Regions from separate parts of the Mus musculus genome. Here region 2 is linked to region 1. A link is a contact called in public ChIA-PET data. All regions are on one chromosome and are shown on one strand. Each heading gives the region's core, a stretch centred on a gene start, on an enhancer-like site or on the middle of the called end of the contact. The rest is flanking DNA. Distances are from core to core; before and after follow the strand shown.

Region 1 (6,092 bases), core at 2,169-4,668:
CTCCAAGGTCACGGTGTTCATCAACAATAAAACCTCTAGCATGAACCACATACATTAGATGCCTCAAAGCCCCCAAAATGGAGCTGAAGAAATGAGTTAGTTATGAGCACCGGCTGGGACTCTCGCTGACTCTGGAGGGCTCCATTTCAGCTAGGCTGATCGATGAGCTGCGGCAATCCTCCTGTCTCTGCTTCTCAGCAGGCTACCATTACAGACAGGCACTGATGAACCCCACTTTCAGGTATCAAACTCAGAGTTCCCATTCTTGCTTGATGGGGCCTGTACCAGTAACTTTAATTTTTTTTCAGACCTTATTTTCAATGATGATTCTTAAACACTTTAACCTTCCTTATAGCCCACCACCCACCAGAGGTAGTGGGAAAGAAAGGATACAGGAGAAGTGGACCTGTTTAGAAAGGTTCTTTGGAGCAACTCCTGCCTGTGTTGTCAGGAAAGAAGTTCACAGGTTAGCAGCCGCAGCTTGATCCACTCACAAACACTTCACGGACACACCAGCAGTCCAGTTTGGTAGAGTCAAGATAGCAAACAGGAATGAATCCGAAGTAGTGGCTCTACCTAGCACTAGGAGAAGCTCTCTCTCAGCTGTGCCTCTTTCAGGGAAGTTAAGAACAATTCATCAGACCCACAGGCGTTGTACAGCTAGCTCCTTAAGCCTAGCTCCGCCTCTGTCACTGTCCATCAAGCACTTTTTTTTTTTTTCATTTTTCGAAACAGGGTTTCTCTGTGTAGCCCTGGCTGTCCTGGAACTCATTTTATAGACCAGGCTGGCCTCGAACTCAGAAATCCGCCTGCCTCTGCCTCCCAAGTGCTGGGTGTAAAGGCATGGGCCACCACGACTGGCTCATCAAGTCCTTTTTATACCCTCCAAACCTCACATGTTCTCCAAGGGTCTTGCCTCAACACTCCGCCAATCAGCATGAGTCCGAGGAAGCTGCAAGAAACTGCAGCACACCACCAGAAGACTTTTGGTGCTCTTTTTCTCTCTATAGAGTCCCTGTGAGACCCCGACTTAGAGCGTTTCTCCCTGGGAGGTAAAGCCCCTGAATGTTCCCCCAAGCCTGTTTTCCCTGATCTCTAAAAATACAGCCAGAAAGAAGCTCTTTGTCCTCTACAGCCAGCAAAAAGCCTTTTTGTTTCTATACCTTATAACCAGAGATACGATAATTGTAATTTTACCAAGGACACCTGGCAGAGAAGAGCTGTAGCCAACTCTCCTCCCAACTCCTCCCAACTCCTCCCAATTCCTCAGCTAGCTGTTAAAAGCCCCCTACGGTTACCACTCAGGGTGGAACTCCCCTGCCCTGCGCAGCGAAGAGGAGTTCGTCCTCAGCTAGCTGATAATAAAACCTCTTGCAGTTTGCATCAGGTGTGGTTTTCTCAAGTCATTGGGGTGCTGGCCAGCTCATCCCGGGACTTGAGCGGAGGCCCAGCTTCAGGGGTCTTACATCCCGACAAAGGCAGCATGTTGTTAGCAAAGATCCTTCATCACGTGTCCTTTCACGTGCTTGCTTTAGTAGAACATGCCCTCTGCTGTGTCTGCTTCAGCTAAACGTTCCTTCAGGAGTCTGCCTTAGTCTATCACCTGTGTCCACTTCAAGAAAACACTCCTTCACTTGTCTGCCCTAGCAAAACACCACCAACACAACTGACTTTCCAAAGAACCCCTAAGTTTCCACTTCAGGGCCTGTATCCACTGAGCCATATCCCCAGCCTACTTCATATTTTTTAAAGGGTTTGTTTTGTTTTAATGTATGTGTGGGGGGGCGATATGTGCACAGGTGCCCATGGAAACCAGAGTTGCCAAATACTCCTAGAACTGGAATTTCAGATCGTTTTAAACCATTTGACATGGGTGCTGGGAAGTGAGCCCTCTCTCTGGGATAGACACACTCAACCTCTGAGATGTCTCTCCAACCCCATGTTAATCTCACTATACCTGAATTGCAGGAGATTAGATCCAGGGGCCACTGACCAACATGTTCTCCCCAAAACAGAATCTGAAGGTGGTGGTGGCCTCTAGCTGGGCCAGCTCAAACCCATTTCAGAGGCAACCTCTCCCTGGTACCCTCTCCTGTAGTAGGCATCTCAACTTCGGAAAAACTTGAGCTTGTAGATGTGTTCCAACATTTCATCAAACAGTCTGGATCCTGGGTAAAATAGACTTCCGTGAAGAACACACAGCACTCTTGGGGTGCCCAGAGAAGATCCAGAAGAGAGGACAGCAGAGACAGGAGAGATACAAGCCCCAGGCCTGCCAGGCTGGGGCAGCTGCTGCCCAGCTCGGCACCTCCTGCCTCAAGTGTTTTCTCGCCTCTGCCAGTTCTAAGTAAACTCTCAGCTGCTCACTCTGCTACCGTATCTCATGTGGCAAAGAGGCTAGAACAAAGTGGAGGCCACCTGAAAGCACCAAGCCTGGTTGTCTGCCTGTTCATTCTTTATTGTCTGACAGCTTCGTATATTTGCAAAAATGAATTGTAGTCATGACCACCCCCTTTCCCCTCTCCAGTCCACTCCCCTCCTTGTCCTGCTGAACATTTTCTTCCAAGCAAGTTCTGCTCCCCACCCCTGTAATCGCCACTGCCTTACAGGCTTTCGAGTCTCTTTCTGTGTGGGCTGCACTGAATCATGGGCAGGAGGCTGGTTTTCTGGGGCAATGGCAACTTACTGGTGGCCACAACACTGAAGAAAGTGACCTTCCTTTCCCAGTGGCCAGAACTGCCCAGAAAGCCTCAGGGAGGGGCAGAATCTCATGGCCCAGCCCCTATCAAGGCCAAACCATTCGGGGACATCTTGTGCCAATTTTCACAGCTGAGTTAAGTGTAGGAGTGCAATGGCTGTGTCCACTTTCAGGTAGGATCATTGTCTCAGTCTCCGGGTGACATGGATGGGGATGGGGGTGGGGATCAGCAGTAGCTAATCAATATGCTAGCTATCATATTGAGACCAAGCCAAGTGTGGTGGCTCACACCAGCAATCTAGTAGTCCTGCAGTCAGAAGGATGTGAGAGGCCAGCCTGGGCTACATGACAAGTTTGACACCTGCCTGAGCTACTTGAGGAGCTGAAGGTCACCATGGACACCGTGGCAAATACTAAGCCAGCCTGGGCTCTACGGTGAGTTCCAATGTGAGCTGTTTATAATGGCCCCCCATGGAAGAGCCTACAATCGTGTCCAAATATTTTGGGAAGCACAAGGGATTCCTGGATGCGGATGCTTCCTGATTTCCTAGCATTCAGCCCAATACTGAACCTCTAATAGATGCTCAGTGAATGGTTTGTCGAATGAATGAATGAATGAATGGGCACCGAGCAGCAGGAGCAGGGGCTGAATGCCCAATCGGAAGCTTAAATATTCTGAAGCAGGGACAGGCCTGCTTCAGTTTGTCTGTGGGATGGCAGAAGGTGCCAAAAGCTCCAGGGGATTTCCCTGCCCTCCGAGAAGAGGCCCAGTTCTTCCCCTGCATCGGACATCCCCGAGGTTCTAAGGGCAGGTCAAGGCAGGCAGAAGCTTCAAAAGCTCGGCTGAGGAGGCTACAGCTTCCCGCTGCCTTCAGGCCGCTGCTTCCGTGCAGGGATGCCGGAGGAAGGTCGCCCTTGCCCCTGGGTTCGCTGGAGCGGGACCGCGTTCCAGCGCCAATGGCCATGGCTGCTGCTGGTGGTGTTTATTACTGTGTTTTGCTGTTGGTTTCATTGTAGCGGACTACTCAGTAAGCAGCAACAGAGGCTGCTGGAGCACCCTGAGGTGAGAGGAGGAGAGAAAGCGCTAAAGCACAAGCAAAGGACGCGAACGGGGCGGGGGGCGGGGTGGGGGGCGCGCAAAATCGGAATGAGATGGATCGTAAAGAGGAAGATGAGACAGAGAGAGGACAGGAGAGGCCGACTATGGAGGCCAGGCCGGTCCCAGCTGCCCAGGAGCAGACGAGGGATCCCGGACTGGGAAAGATGTCACCTTGAGCGGCCGGGAGGATTTGGTTCCCCGACTTTCCCTACCATGCCCGAGATTGACGCACACGTTGTTGGGGGCTTACCTAGCTGGTGCTGAGGGGGTGGAAGAGATTCCCAGCCGCCTGTGGCTGAAAGGCCAGGCACCGCCCACATGCATCTTTGGAGAAGTAGTGGGAAGGGTGGCATGAGCCCCGGGTTCCAGGGAAGACAAACACTTAAATTGTTTGGGCGATCTTGTTACTTTGTGTGAGGCCTGAAACTTCTCGCCGGCCTCTATAAGACTTTACGCAAAGAAAAATCAACGAAAACAATCTCAAATTGGGCCAAAGGGATGCAGGATGGACTGCAGCCTGACAGCACACGGGATCAGAGAGTCCTTCAAGCCCCAGGCTCTAATGTGCTTTCTCTGTTTTCTTGTATTTTCTTCCAGCCGCACACAGCTGAGTTACAGCTGAATCTCACAGGTAAGGCTGGGTGGGAATCCATCCAGTGGGTGGGATGGAGGATGGACGCAGGAAAGAGGGAGGAGGGAGGAAAAGAAGGAAGGAGGGACAGAGGGACTGAGGGAGGGTGGAAGAGCAGGAGGGAGCGAGGGAGGGACATATGAAGGGAATGGTCTGAGTTGGCTTTGCATAAACCCAGCATCCAGGAAGCCCCTGATTTCATCCTCAGCACCACATGAGGCTGTCAGCCCAGCACTAGGGTAACAGAGACAGAAGGTTCAGGCGTTCAAGAGTTCAAACTCATCCTTTGCAACATTGGGAGTTTGAAGCCAACCTGAGTTACTATGAGATGTGGCTCAGTAAGTTGAGCACTGCCCCGAACTCACAAAGCCCTAGCACCTCTTAAACCCAGTGTGGTGGTGCACACCTGTCATCTGAGCACTAGAGATGTGTAAGCAAAAGTACCCGGCATTCATAATCAGAATTCAAGGCCTGCCTGGGCTATAGGAGGCCTTGTCTCAAAAGAAATTGAGAAAGGGAGAAAGAAAGGAGAGAAGGAAGAAAAGAAGGTGCAAGATGCTGGAGTAAAACAGGGGTGTGGTCTCAGGAGCATCCTGCCTTGTTCATCCTCTCCTCCCCTAGTGATCCAGCTGCTCCTATCCCTTTGTTTCCTTAGCCCACCTCTAAAAGAGCAGGCTGCATCTTAGTGAAAAGGGCAATGAGAAGCTGGGGGCCCCCGGCATGGCTCAGGCATGGAGCACCCATGTCAGCGGCAGAGGACTTACAAAATGTATGAGACACTCTGGGTTCCAAGACTCCCACAAGGAAAACACAAATGCTGAAATATAGACAGAGAGTTAAAGCAAGGTGGTACCTTGTCACGCTGGGATTGGATGCCTCCGTCAAAGTGAGACCCTATGGGATATGGTGAGGCACATCTGTCGTTCTAACACTACGGGGCTGAGGCTGAGGCATTGCAAGGTCCAGGTCAGCTCAAGCTACAGCAAGATTTTTGTCTCAACATTTGAAAATAAACTTCTAGTAATAACATTTATTAGTACTTAGATAAGAACCTTGGATCTTGACATTAATAACCAAGTAACCATAACTTTAATAAATGCATCCTGTCTGGGCACACTGGTTATTCTAGTAAGCAGTTAGCAGACTAAGGCAGAATCATGAACTTGCGACTACCCTAGTCTGTATAGCTAGGTCCATCTCAAAATCAATAACTAATTAAACGGATTTTCTCTTTCTGCCTCGGCTATTTGTTGAGGTTCCCTCTGGGTAGCGGCTTTAAGCTGCTCTAATCAGGAATTAAGATATTTGACTCAACCATTCTGTTACATTTTTAATTACTGGAACAAAATAACAGCAAAATAATACACAAACACAACTTAAGAGAGAAGGCATGTGGGCAGGAGGCTGCTACCAATGGTCACTTCACATCCTCAGTCAGAAAGTAGCAAGATGAACGCTAGTGTTCTGCAGGGCAGTGGTGGTGCATGCCTTTAATCCTAGCACTTGGGAGGCAGAGGCAGGTGAATTTCTGTGTTCGAGGCAAGACTGGTCTACAGAGTGAGTTCCAGGACAGCCAGGGCTACACAGAGAAACCCTGTTTAGAAAAGAAAAGAAAAGCAAGGCAAGCAAGCTAGTTTTCAAGCACTTTCTCCTTTGTATTCAGT
Region 2 (6,092 bases), core at 2,285-4,784, 130 kb before region 1:
CTAGTGAGATTTCCTAGACTCCTTACTCAAAAATGCCACAAAGCACTCTTTCTAAGTATAGCTTTCTTCAAAGTATGAGCCACCTCCTAGAAATGTACACCTGTCCTCATTGTCTCGTTGGTACATTTCCCTCCTTTAGAATATCATGTGATAAGACACGAGCATCTGTATCCCACTCCCACAGTTCCCAAAACCAAGGGCAGGGCTTGTCCTGAATAGTCACTGTTTGATGGATGGGTAGGCGGGGTAAAAGAATAAATGAATAGGAGAACAGGTGAATGAATAGATCGGTGCGTGAGTAAGTGGATGGATGAGTGGATAGACAGGTATACAGGTGGATGGATGGATGGATGGACAGATGGATGGATAGGTCAGCCTTGACTATGACACACAAGGGTAAAAGCTCATCCTTAAGTGTAGCTGGTGAATAGGTGGGTGGAGAAATAGGTAGATGTATAAATGGGTGGGTGGGTAGGTGGGTGGATGGATGGATACATGGATGGATGGATGGATGGATGGATGGATGGATGGATGGATGGCATAAAGTGTGTGTGTGTGTGTGTGTGTGTGTGTGTGTGTGTTGTTTTTGGTTTTTTGGTTTTTGGTTTTTTGGTTTTTTTTTGTTTTGGTTTTTTTTTTTTTTTGCACCAGATGTATAAAGTGAGTACAGGACCATTCTGAGATATGATTGATGGGGAGATTTTATTGTTGGTATGAGGAAGAATACAGCCAGAAGCATCTATGAGAGTACATATCATGAGAGAAAATAGCAGACTGAGTATGGCCAGCAGAATGGACCAGGCCACAGTGGGAGGGGGGAGAGCAAGAGAGGAGAGAGGGCCAAGAGTGCAGAGGGCACACAGTCAAAATGGCAGGGTTGTATAGGAAGAAGAAACTGGGGAAGGCTAACCCAGAAGCTGGTGATGTCTAGAAAAGGGAATGGGGTGAGAAGAACAGACTAGCCACAGGCACTGAGTAAATCTGGGCACCAGCATATGGATTGGTATGCTAATAGGCACTACAGTGAGCCATTTGTCCCAAGTTTCTTTTGGACCTGATAACTGGCTGGCTGGCTGGCTGGCTGGCTGAATAGATAGATGGATGGGTGGATGGATGGAGGATGGACAGATAGACTGGTGGGCAGATGGATGAATGGACAAATGAATGAGTGGGTGGGTGGGTAGACATACAGGTGGACAGATAGACAGATGGACAGATGGATGGGTGGATGGACGGACAGACGGACGGATGGACGGATGGATGGATAGATGGATGGGTTGGTAGATGGGCGAGTTGGTAGTATATAAATTATTTCTTCCCTATTTGCTGGACAAAGGAGAGAGATAGGGAAACGAAGGAACTATTCTTTCATTCCGACCTCTACGACTTTATCTCTCCTGTTTCCCAGTCAGTGGCTCCTTTCCTTTTTCTTTCTGCCTTCCCTTGGGGTACCTCCTCTGGCATATTGTAAATAGCCTGCTGATTCTCACCTACATCTCCACCAGATGTAGGATTTCCAAGAAAGTCAGAGAGACCAGAGGCCAGAAGTTACCAAGAAGATAGATGGGGGAAAATGAGGATGAACACTGGCCCAGCCTGAGGCTTCATACAGCTGGACATAGAGAGCCAGAGCAATGAGAAAACTCCTATTGATTCTTCAGAACCCAGCTTAAATACCCCTTCGTACATAAGACCTAATTCTCTCAAGCAGTGAATGTCCTTACATCCCTAGAGAACAAGAGCCTGTGATGCATCTTCTTCTGTCTCACTGAGTTTAAGAACTCTTTGGGGGCCAGAGCCAAGTTCCCAACATTGCTTGACACACACTAAGGCTGCTGTTGGGACACAGCTAGTCCTCTGGGGATTAACACCATGAACACCTGTCCTTCAGAAAAGTCAACCTTAGTTACAATACACAGGGGGGTGGAAGGCCATCCTTGACTCTAACCGTTTTCCCAACAGCTGTGATTGCCACATCATTGGGCACCCTGAGTCCCGCCAGAGCTGGGGCCCAAGAGTCCCATAGCTACTTCCTCAAGCCCTGAAAGCTACTGAAGTTCAAGCAAATGTAGGCAAATCTCTGCTGACCCCTAGCCAGCCAGAGGGACGGTCCATGGGGGACAGTGGGTGCTCTGTTCCCTACTTCCTTCAGAGGACTCACAACAGCTTCAGAGACTGCTGGCTCACTGACAACCCCAGAAATACCCTGGAGACTGCAGCAGGCCATTCTTAAAGTAACTCCCGTCTTCAACTCCATGGGACCCCTCGCATGAAGGGAAGAAACTAGGCTCTGACCCCGTTGCTCATCATTTCTAGGGACAGCCTCCTGGGACTTGGAAAAACAGGCTGTACAGGACTGGCAGACTGAGAGCAAGAGGACAGACAGACAGACAGATGCCCCCTACACCAAGGATGTGTCCTTCAGACCCCATGGCAAGGCCATGTTCCCTTAGATACAACTCATGTCCCTCACACCCCACGGTAAGGCTGTGGATCCCTTTGACTTGAACCTATACCTTTCATTTCTAGGGCTATCAGCCCTCCCCCCGAAACCCAGCATCCCTGGGGAAGCAGAGAAAAGAGTACAAAGCCACCAGTCACCTTTCACCACCACCCCAGCCACATTCAAATAAGGATTTGAATACATTTTCTAGGCTCACCGGGGCATAGTCTGACCATGCCTCCACTTGAAACACGGAGAGTGCACAGATGTCAAACTCAGGGACACCCAGGGCCTTGTTAGGACCCTAGGCCTGGGCCCTGCACTTCAATGGGCCCTTCCCGAAATAGGTAGAGTTGGGATGCCACAGGGTCTCGCATTGCAGCCCCCAACACTCCACGCCACACAGCACAAAGCCCTGGCAGGAAATGGAGGTGAAGGAAGATGTGAGGAGGAGGGGGGCAGAAGAGGTGGAAGAGGAGGAGCCACCGGTGGGGGAGAAACTGAAGGCCTCTCTCTCTTGAATCTGGTTCTCCAACCTCATGCACCCTCTTGGCTAACTACGAGGCAACAAGATACCTCTTAGGACCCCTTTAAATGGATCTCAACAGAGTCAGCTGGGGGCGGGGCGGGATAGGGAGATTTCCCCCTAAATTTGCTGGGACAGCTGCAAGCCAACCAAGAGTGTACAAACCCACCCAGAGCTCCGTTCTGCTCGACACCTCTCCATAGCCAGAGCCGGGCCTACCAGCCTTTATCCAGTCGGGCCCTAGCATCACCCAGCAGACTCACCTGGGACATCTGGGGCCGCAAGTTAACCTCGCGAAGATTAATGGCCTGGGGAAGCAGGTTGTTAAGCAATTGGCACAAGAGGACACCGTCCCGCAGTGCCTGTGCCAGCTCACACACCTGGGCCCCCTCCCAGGTCACACGGTGGCTGGGAGGCAGCACCCGACACTGGATCAGCCAGTGGGTGCACTGTCGCCAGAGCTCCATGGTGGCTGCCGGCCTCTCACTTGGCCCCTCGGGGAGGCCCCGTGCACCCTCGTTCCTTCACCACCGCCGCCGCCTGCCCCAGTGGGGACAACTACAACACCACTTCCTCTTCTGTGACTGTAACTGTCGCCCCGGGGTGGGGGTGGGGAGGAGCTGTGGGGCGGAGGGGGAGCAGCATCTGCAGTTACGCCCTCACAGCTTCCACTCACTGGTGTGACCTCGTCTTTCTCCACCTACACTGAGCAGACCTGGGCACCTGCTGAACTAAGGTGCCACTATCTCATCCAGCCGTAGGCACCTAGGCTGTCACCTCCTGTCTCCTCCTGGTCCCCAGTCTACGGCCCTGATCTCTCACAGCCTTTTGCCCCTGCAGCAGCCAAAAGGGACCACTGAACACTGAGTCAAGTCTCAACCATTCTTCCACCACCCATAACCCTCCTGGTTCAACCTTGCTTTGGGGCCAAAACTCATGTCTTTCCTGCACCCCACAAGGCCCTGTTCACCCTGCCCCAACCCCTGCCAGCCTCTTCTCCTCTCTCTGTTCTTCACTCCCTGACCTCCATCCTGCCCCAGGGCCTTTGCACTTGTGCCCACCACCTGACAGAAGACACTAATTCACTCCATCACTTCTTACATGTTACTTTTTGATTACTGAGTGCTCAGCCATAGATGGGACATCTATACCACCACCAGCCCGAGGCTCAAGGGAGAAGGAACAGAAAGTCGGTAAGAGTCGGGGGCGGGGGATGTGAAATGCTATCTCCAGGGCATACCCATGGCCACTACGCTCATGAACTCCGTGCAGTTATGGTGGCAGCACAAGACAAAGCCAGGAGGGAGCCAACATGCCCACAGGCAGCAGTAATGGATGCAAAGGGTTACAAAAGAGCAAGAAAGTGGGGATAAGGTAAAGAGAGTCCACTCTCATTCGGAGTCAGAGGGGAGTTGAGGGTGGGTAGGACGAAGATAGGTTGTTAACATGTAGGAAACTGCCAACAAATAGAACTATAATAAACATTAGAAAATATATTCTACTTTGAAAGCCATTTCACTTTTATTACATATATATATGTGTGTGTGTGTATATATATACATATGTATGTGTGTATGTGTGAAGGTACATGTGGGGCACAGTACATGTGTGGAGGTCAAAGGTTAACATGGGGGAGTAGGTCCTCTTTTTTTTTTTTTTAAAGATTTATTTATTTATTTATTTATTATATGTAAGTACATTGTAGCTGTCTTCAGACACTTCAGAAGAGGGGGTCAGATCTTGTTACGGATGGTTGTGAGCCACCATGTGGTTGCTGGGATTTGAACTCTGGACCTTCGGAAGAGCAGTCAGGTGCTCTAACCCACTGAGCCATCTCACCAGCCCAAGGGAGTAGGTCCTCTTTCCACCATGCAAGCCCCAACGATTGAGCTCAGATCATTAGGCTTGGTAGCAATCACCTTTGCCCACAGAGCCCTCTCACCCTCACCACCCACTTTTCCTTTTTTCTTTAAAACTTGTATGTGTGTGTGTGAGAAAGAGAGAGAGAGAGAGAGAGAGAGAGAGAGAGAGAGAGAGAGAGAGAGAACACTATGGCGTGTGTGTTGAGGTGGCAGGACAGCCTCAGTGTAGACCCTCTCTTCCACATACTTAACATAGAGTCTCTCTTACTCCTGGGCTAACTGCTCCTGGCTAGCTGAACTTCCAGAATTGTCTCTGCCCCCATCTCGTCTTAGGAGCACTGAGATTAAAGAGCACAGACTACCTCCTCCTGCTTTAATTGTGCCCTAGGGATTTGAACTCTTGTCCTCTCATTTGAGTAGCAAGCATTTGACTGAACCATCTCCCCAGCCCCCAAATGTCATTTTTTTTCCCTTAAGTCTTCCTAAATTTTAAGCCACAGCCCTCCTCCACCCTTAATTATCATACTATAAGCCCACCTTCCCTGCTGTGAGTTCTCGTCCGAGTCAAGGTCACCAGTGCCCTTCCCTGTCATTTATTAGTTGATTTGTCTAACAAATATGTACTGCTTTCCTGACCATAGCTTCTCAGGAACTAAAATTACCTTGGCAAGCAAGCCTCTCCCTGACTAACCCACCAGATTCCAAGCCGCTTCCTTAGCACCCCACCTTTTATCCTTATGGCCTCTAGGCGGCGCTAAACGGCTTCACTGGACCAGCTTGAGTCTCATTTACGCACTGAGGATATGGGTAGGGGTGGGCACAACCTGAAAACCCTCCCGTTTTGCAACCTTACAGGCGAGGACAATTTCTATCCCCTATTTTTGGCGTCTGTGACTTCCTACGCGTCCTCTCCCTCTTCTCTAAACCGGGTAACAATTTGTTTTCTTTGCACGCAGTTAGGGTAGGAAGGCCAGGCAGTGAAAACAAAACAAAAACGAGAGGCAGCTGGAGAGCGCCCACTAGGTTTCTAGATTCGAATTCCATCTCCACCACTTCCAAGCTGAGGTACATTTGCACGAATGGCTTAGTTCCTCTCGTCTCGTGCTTCGATCTCTCCATAGAGAAAATGGGGGTGAATGGTACACGTCTCATTCCTAGGAGGATGTAACTGAAAACTGAGCCGTTGAGACAAGAGAAGGCAAGCCGAATTGTCTTGGTTTACCGTAGGAGTTTAATGAGGGCTGCCTCTATTATATAGAAT

Evidence for each region. ChIA-PET counts read pairs in DNA pulled down with a chosen protein or histone mark.
Region 2: a contact with region 1 is called in an RNA polymerase II ChIA-PET map of memory CD8 T cells, with 8 read pairs. The contact joins the promoter of Vav1 here to the promoter of Cd70 in region 1. A contact is called at or near these places in 1 of 484 Hi-C or Micro-C datasets (embryonic stem cells), 2 of 115 datasets of contacts at active chromatin or transcription factors (embryonic stem cells and memory CD8 T cells) and 1 of 9 other capture datasets (pancreatic islet).

The regions. Positions count from the first base shown.
Region 1 is chr17:57,147,103-57,153,194 of GRCm38.p6, reverse strand. Cd70 (CD70 antigen) reads left to right here and starts at 3,418. Exons shown (of 3, transcript NM_011617.2): 1 at 3,418-3,761; 2 at 4,395-4,428. The coding sequence starts at 3,594. It overlaps Gm33566 (a long non-coding RNA gene), which reads right to left and starts at 4,393. Exons shown (of 7, transcript XR_876893.3): 1 at 4,048-4,393.
Region 2 is chr17:57,276,542-57,282,633 of GRCm38.p6, reverse strand. Vav1 (vav 1 oncogene) reads right to left here and starts at 3,534. Exons shown (of 27, transcript NM_011691.4): 1 at 3,233-3,534. The coding sequence starts at 3,436.